2 separate regions of the Gossypium hirsutum genome follow, and region 2 is linked to region 1. Evidence: chromatin contacts called from public Hi-C data. All regions are on one chromosome and are shown on one strand. Each heading gives the region's core, a stretch centred on a gene start, on an enhancer-like site or on the middle of the called end of the contact. The rest is flanking DNA. Distances are from core to core; before and after follow the strand shown. Region 1 has its middle 12 kb from the start of LOC107916991. Region 2 holds the start of LOC107918077 (indole-3-acetic acid-amido synthetase GH3.6).

The links. Hi-C and Micro-C count contacts between places; a contact is called where the count stands out from the background.
Region 2: a contact with region 1 is called in a Hi-C map of leaf, with 2.2 times the contacts expected there. The contact joins the promoter of LOC107918077 here to the enhancer-like site in region 1. A contact is called at or near these places in 4 of 34 Hi-C or Micro-C datasets (anther, callus, hypocotyl and 1 more).

Annotation. Positions count from the first base shown.
Region 1 is chrA01:9,918,759-9,922,410 of Gossypium_hirsutum_v2.1, forward strand. No RefSeq gene overlaps it. Among protein-coding and RNA genes, the nearest start is that of LOC107916991, 12 kb to the right of the region's middle. Within about 2 kb of position 1,688, at least 7 of the 9 cell types and tissues checked have an H3K27ac peak or open chromatin away from gene starts, as enhancers often do. A contact at or near this core is called in leaf, where this site is marked.
Region 2 is chrA01:9,988,962-9,992,613 of Gossypium_hirsutum_v2.1, forward strand. LOC107918077 (indole-3-acetic acid-amido synthetase GH3.6) reads left to right here and starts at 1,849. Exons shown (of 3, transcript XM_016847581.2): 1 at 1,849-2,322; 2 at 2,526-3,454; 3 at 3,573-3,652. The coding sequence starts at 1,997.

The sequences.
Region 1 (3,652 bases), core at 438-2,937:
ATAACTTTTTTTAAAATAAGTAGCTTTTTGAGTCCTAACCAATGTTAAACAGTTTAACTTTTTAAATCAATTTAGCTTTTCAAACTAATTTTTCAAGTCAAATAAAAAAATTAAAAATTCTAAATTTTGACTTTCAAAAGCCAATTGGGTGCCAAATTATAATTATATCTCTAATTTATATAAATTATAAATTGTAAATATAATTCATATATTCAAAATAAATTTTACAAATAGTTTGTACCAATTTAAGAATTTAAAATGTGTATTTCATAAATATTAATGGACTATCATAAATCATTCTTATATTTTATTGTCATCTAGTTAAATATTTGTTTATATTAAAATAATACTAAAATGTCATGTTGGTAATAATAATAACAATAATATTATTGTTATTAATAAAGCAGGAGAAAGAAAGTTACTTTGCATTTGACACAGTTATTCAATAACTTATAATTGTTTTTTATTAATTTATAAGATTATTTTTATATTAATTTTAATATTTAAAATACAATTTATATATTTTACTTAAATTTATAAATAATTTATATTAATTACTTAAAATTATTTAAAATTTATATTTCATATACATAATATTAATAAATTTAAATATCATTTAAATTAACTTATTCTTTTACTACAACACCTTATTGAAAATGAACTATATAAATTTTTACTACACTTTTTTAACACAATACTAAAGATTTGAAATCTTAAATCTCTTTTTTTTCAAAAAATAATCTTAACCTCTTTTTTCAAAACTATGTTTCTATTCTACTTTCCAAAAGTTATGCTAAATCGTCAAAATATAAAATAATTATAGAAATTCAATTTATTCAAATTTACGTGTATATATATATATATATATATGCACGTTAAAGTCGAGAATCTATAATCTAAGGTATTGTACATCAACTTTCTAAACCTAAAGTGCAAAGCAGAGGCTTTAAACGATTTGTTAAGATTATATCTCTTTCCACCCCAAAAACTGATTGTAAGTTTGATATATACTTAACATGCTTCGAATTAACTAAAATATAATCCTGAATTCTTTTCCTCAAAATGCGAGTTTAGGGCAGTGACACAATAATTGGGGATAGCTCCCTTAATTTGCTGGCCAATGCTCCACATACAACAGTACTAATTATTCTATATTCTTCGACAATATGTTAGTGTAGAGAATTGACTTATTACACAGTACCCCCAATTTTGAGGCACTTGAGATACAAGACTACATGAACAGTAAGTTGATAAAGACCCTTCTCTACCAGACAACCGCCCATTATCACCACCCATTTGTTAATCGAAAAAAGCAACTGAAATTATCCCATTCAAGGTTAAACACCTCACTGTTCTTTTGGGTAAATTATCACTATCCATGAAAGTCAAACAAACAAAAAAAATCTCCCTAAACGATCAAGTTATGGGGCAAAAAAGTTTATTTAGGGATTAAAATATCATTAATGTTTATTTTATGATTCATGGAAATTTATTTTTTGGAATTTGAGGATATCTTTTTTAATAATGTTATCTTGTGGATTTGAATATGAGTTTTTTTTTAATAGTGTAATGCTTTTTCAACAATTAGACTTGTTTAATTGTCGAAACTCATCAAGGTGACTATAAGTTAGCACTAAAAGCGTAAGAAAACAACCAATGGAGACACGAGACAAAACATCCACTATTGAATTTTGCTTTCAAGGACGGTAAAGTACTTCAACAACATACCCCACCAATTTATAAAGGTAGTGTTGTTCTAGAGTCTGAATGGTTTAATCAATTATGTTCTTAAGAGCCTTTTGATCAGTAATATAAAAATATGAATATTTATGAAATTAATGTAAAAATATATTGAAGAATGGTCAAGTAATTTGGCCAATAAAAATATATGGGAAATAAAAAATGGATTTATTAGGGATCATTCACCTCATGACATTGTGTGATAACTGTAGTGGGCCAAATTTGCCCGACCCAAATAGATACCAAATAAATAAACCAAAAAACAACAATAAGTGTAAAACCCAAATAAAAATTTAATGCCCCATTACAGTCCAAATTATTACAATATTCCACAGTCCAAATTACATGACCCAAATTTAAAACCTAAACCAAATATAATGGCCCATTAACCATGACCCAAAAATAGGCCCAATAAGCCCAATGTCTAAATCGAGAAACCCTAGCAGCTTTCCACTTGTGCCATAGCAGCCCCCGCAACCTCCAGGCACCGTACAACGCCTCCAGCAACCACGTCAATAGCCCTCGTACGCCAGCACAGTCTCCGTACGATGCCAACGCATCCCGTACCTGCAAGAAGGACAAACACAGCAGCAAATACAAACAAAAATGGCAGAACAGCAAATAGAAGGGAACGAAAATTGTATTTGGAATTTATTTTTCCTTTTTCTTTTTTCTCTTCGGCTATAAAAGCGAAGCTGCGAATCAGTTGTAAAAGAGGAGGATACACATATTGAATGCAAAGAGCAGAGGTGATTTCATACTTTTCTTTCCGATTTTTTTATTTTCTTCTTAGTTTACTCATTGTTAATGCATACAACTAAAAACCGATGAAAGCCATAAATATTTCTGCTATGCGGATATAATGGCGAGAGGTCAAGTAGCAGTATTTACTTTACAAATCTGTTTCCATTTTTTTTTAAAAAAATAATAACGTGAGATTCGAGCATTTCATTCAAACAAAGAAGGAGAGGAGAAAGATACTTACTAAACCCTTTTAAAACTTGTTCAAGTGTCTTCAACGGGGAAAACGGGTGCTTTTTGCATGCAGATGGTCACCAAAATAATGGTGATTCGGCTGCTAAATAGAAACCCAAGAAACTTAGTTCCCAGGCTGTTTTTTTCCGTATATTACCAGTTTTAGTCCCTAGATGTTTTTGCACGTTGGATGTTCGTCCTTTTATCATTACTATTTTATTTTTTAATTACCCCATGTATTTTACTTTAATTTTAATCGAGTCCTTTCATCTTATACCTCTTTTTATTTTATTTTATTTGTGCATTTTAATTAATCTTGATAATTGCTTCTTCATTCTTGTAGATTCGTTTTTGTTTTAATATTATGACCGTATTTCGCACTCTTTAAATATTTATTTCTTTTATGTTATTATACATATACATATTGTTATAAAAAAGTTAATGTATTTGCATGTATATAATAATTCTTGGCTCTGTTCATGTATTTTGGAATATATATTTTTATTATTCTAACACGTTTTGTACATATATTTTACGTAATGTTTAAATTATTTTTATGCTTATTTATATTAGTATACATATTATATATATATATATATATATATATATTTCTAAACCTATACATTTTACATTTACATTTTCTTTACACAAAAGCGTGTTTTTTTTAATCTATTGTTTAATTTATTATAAAATTAATTTAGCCCTATGAATATTATCTTTTCTATGTAATTTTACATGTAATTATTTTCAAAAGTTATATATACATATTGATATTATTACTTTAATAGGTTTTCCTACTTACAACATTTTTGCGATATGAGTTATCAAGTATTTTCTTTATGTATGTATATGGAAAAATTTTAGAAACCTCATTTTTTTTTTGCAATCACAAAATTATTATTTTTGGATGTTCCTTTGTATTAAATTACTTTGTGTT
Region 2 (3,652 bases), core at 599-3,098, 70 kb after region 1:
ATTTATACTTTATTTTTTTATCATTATTGTTAAAAGTCTGTTTTATAATATTTCTATTTTAACACATTAACTTTTACCATATATATTTTTATTTTCAAAACAAAATTAATGGTAAAATATTTTCAAAATCTAACCAACAATTTATTTATATTCAACATTTAATTTTATATAATTCAAGTACAATACTTGTTAAATTCAACATTAAAAATCCATAATTTCACTTTTTTTATTTATCAAATACCAACTTAGTCTCCATTTTTATATATGCTTTTTGTTTATAAAATTAAAATATTTCATTATTGATTAAATGATTAGTTTGTTTTTTCTATTATAAACAAGTCAATAATCTGTTTTTAAATTTTAATTGACATAAAGTCGAGATTCAAACCTTTATAAGCCCTTACCTAGTAAAAGTGTTAAGAAGATCTATATATTAAGAGTCATATTGTAATTTGTCCCTTCTATTTGAAAAATAAGTATATTAGTCCATATACATTAGATCAATGACAAACTGGTCATTCTATTAAATATTTCATTCATTTCTATTGTTAAAAAATTATCCTTATATGTCAGCATAAGATACACCTAACATACCATGTGTTACCATAAGTTATTTCGTCAATTATATCAATTTTTAATAGAAAGAACCCGATTTATTTTTTTATCTAATATATAAATATACACCTTTTTAATAAAAAATATAATTTAATTTTTTATACAAAAATCTCCATTAAAAATATATTTTTATTAATAAAATGGAGGTATAGTAATACAAAGTCAAAGTCGTAATAGAAATTTGTATAGTAAAAGTTGGGGGCATGACTACTCCTTCTATAAAGTAAGTAATATTATAACAACATATGTAAGAAGCCGAGCTTTTGCAGCCGATTAGGTTCCTAGTAAAAATAAAGTACGTGAAGGAACTGAACTCCCATTCGTACACGTGTCAAATTGTAAAATTTGACAGCCAGCTGGCTAGCCGGTCCCACTTAAATCCTTTAAACAAGAAAATAATAAGGAAAACGCGCCCCTCCCAATTATTTACCGTACGCATCTAACACACACACATAATTTGTTTCTCTTCTCTTCTCCATTTTCTTTTCTATTTATCTTTTCAAGAGATATTGACATATTGTCTCGCGAGAACTTCAGAGTAAACGCCGTTTTTTTCATCTGTTACTGGGAAATGCAATTTACAATTACTTGAAACCTAATTTAAAGGAAATTGGCTGCCGGTATTTTTTGAGACACCCGCGGTACAAGCGCGTTTGTACCGGTGATTTTACTGCGGGATTACCGGGAATTGCCTGTCAACCTTTTCTACCCGGTTGAACTGGTTTTTTTCTCCATATCTATATCAAATTACGCTTTATCAATTGTATTTAAGCATATACATTGTCCTTTGGAAAAAAAATCAGTAAATTAATTATGTATTTTAAGTGAAAATTTCGTGATATTTAATCAAATAAATTGGTTTTTTTTATATATTAAATTGTGAATAGCAATTTTTAAATAAAAAGAATTAATATTTTTCTTTTTTAAAAATGATAAAATGGGATAATTGGGTACTTGGGATTTTAGAGTGAAGGGAACTGATCAAAGTTAAGGATAGAACTTGAATTGGGTATTTTGGCATGTTTTACTTTGATAGGAAAAAAAAATGAAGCATATCGGAATATTCAAATTTCTTTATCTTAAGGCATGCAAAAAACAAAAACAAAAATAAAAATAATTGATAAATAAGAAAAGAGAAATTGACGTATATACCCTTAATTGTACCATTATTTTTTAAAGCTCAAGCAAACTTCAATGCTCCATCTATTTATACCCAACCCCTTCCTTCTTTTTCCCTCACACCTAAACCCAAACCAAAATAATAGACATCCATTTCATCTATCAAACACCCTCCTCTCTCTCTCTCTCTCTCTCTCTCTCTCTCTCTCTCTTTCTTGGCTCTTAAGAAAAAGGCCTTTCTTAAACAACAAATATCAGAATCATGCCTGAAGCACCTAAGAACACACTTAAACCTACTGCAGATTACAACCTGGAACTGAAGAACAAGAAAACCCTTCAGTTCATTGAGGATGTGACTTCAAACGCTGATGAAGTTCAAAAGAAAGTCCTTGAAGAGATCCTTTCACGCAATGCTCATGTTGAGTACCTGCAAACACGTGGCCTTAATGGTCACACTGATAGAGAGACTTTCAAAAAAACCATGCCTGTCATCACCTATGAGGATATCCAACCCCATATTGACCGTATTGCCAATGGTGATACCTCTCCCATACTTTCTTCCAACCCCATTTCTGAGTTCTTGACAAGGTCAGCAAACTAAACAACCCTTTTTCCTTTTTATGCATATGTTTTTTTTTTAAAGGTTTTTTCCTGTTTTCGTTTCCTCTCCTCCTAGGCAGGCCATTTCAAACTTGACCTGTTTTACAAGCACATCAGTGATAGCCTGCCTTGTAGATTTCATGTTTATTTTGGTTTTGGCTAAACGGATGGTCTTGGTTTCTTCTTTGCAGCTCTGGGACATCAGGCGGGGAGAGAAAGCTGATGCCAACAATTGAAGAGGAGTTAGGAAGGAGGTCACTGCTCTATAGCTTACTGATGCCTGTTATGAGCCAATTTGTCCCTGGTCTAGACAAAGGCAAAGGAATGTACTTTTTGTTTATAAAATCCGAGGCTAAGACACCTGGTGGCCTTGTGGCACGCCCTGTTCTCACTAGCTATTACAAAAGCATCCATTTCAAGGATAGGCCATATGACCCTTACACCAACTACACTAGCCCAAATGAAACCATCCTTTGTCCCGATTCTTACCAAAGCATGTACTCTCAAATGCTTTGTGGACTTTGGCAACACAAAGAGGTCCTCAGGGTGGGCGCTGTTTTTGCCTCTGGCTTCATCAGGGCCATCAAGTTCCTTGAAAAACATTGGCGTCTCCTTTGCAATGATATAAGAACAGGAACCATTGATTCCCAAATCACTGACCAATCTGTGAGAGAGGCTGTTATGAAAATCCTGAAACCTGATCCTAAACTTGCTGATTTCATTGAGGCCGAGTGCAGCAAAGATTCATGGCAAGGGATCATCACAAGGTTATGGCCTAATACAAAATATGTGGATGTGATTGTGACTGGGACCATGTCACAGTACATTCCCACTCTTGATTACTACAGCAATGGCCTCCCTCTCGTCTGCACCATGTATGCATCCAGTGAATGCTATTTTGGTGTCAACCTCAACCCTCTTTGCAAGCCAAGTGAAGTTTCCTACACTCTCGTTCCCACAATGGCCTACTTTGAATTCTTGCCGGTTCAAAGGAACAATGGCGTCACTAGTTCTATTTCTGTGCCCAAAACTCTCAATGAGAAAGAACAACAAGAATTGGTTGACCTTGTTGATGTTAAACTTGGCCAAGAGTATGAGCTTGTTGTCACCACTTATTCAGGTACATCAAAATAACATTTTTAAGAATTATTGTATAGTTTTAGAGACATCATGTTTATACTTTAAGAACTGTAGTATAACTTGTCTATATCTGACAGTTGAAAATAATGCTTTTGCAGGACTTTATCGTTATAGAGTTGGTGATGTGCTAAGGGTAGCAGGGTTTAAAAACAACGCACCGCAATTCAATTTCATATGC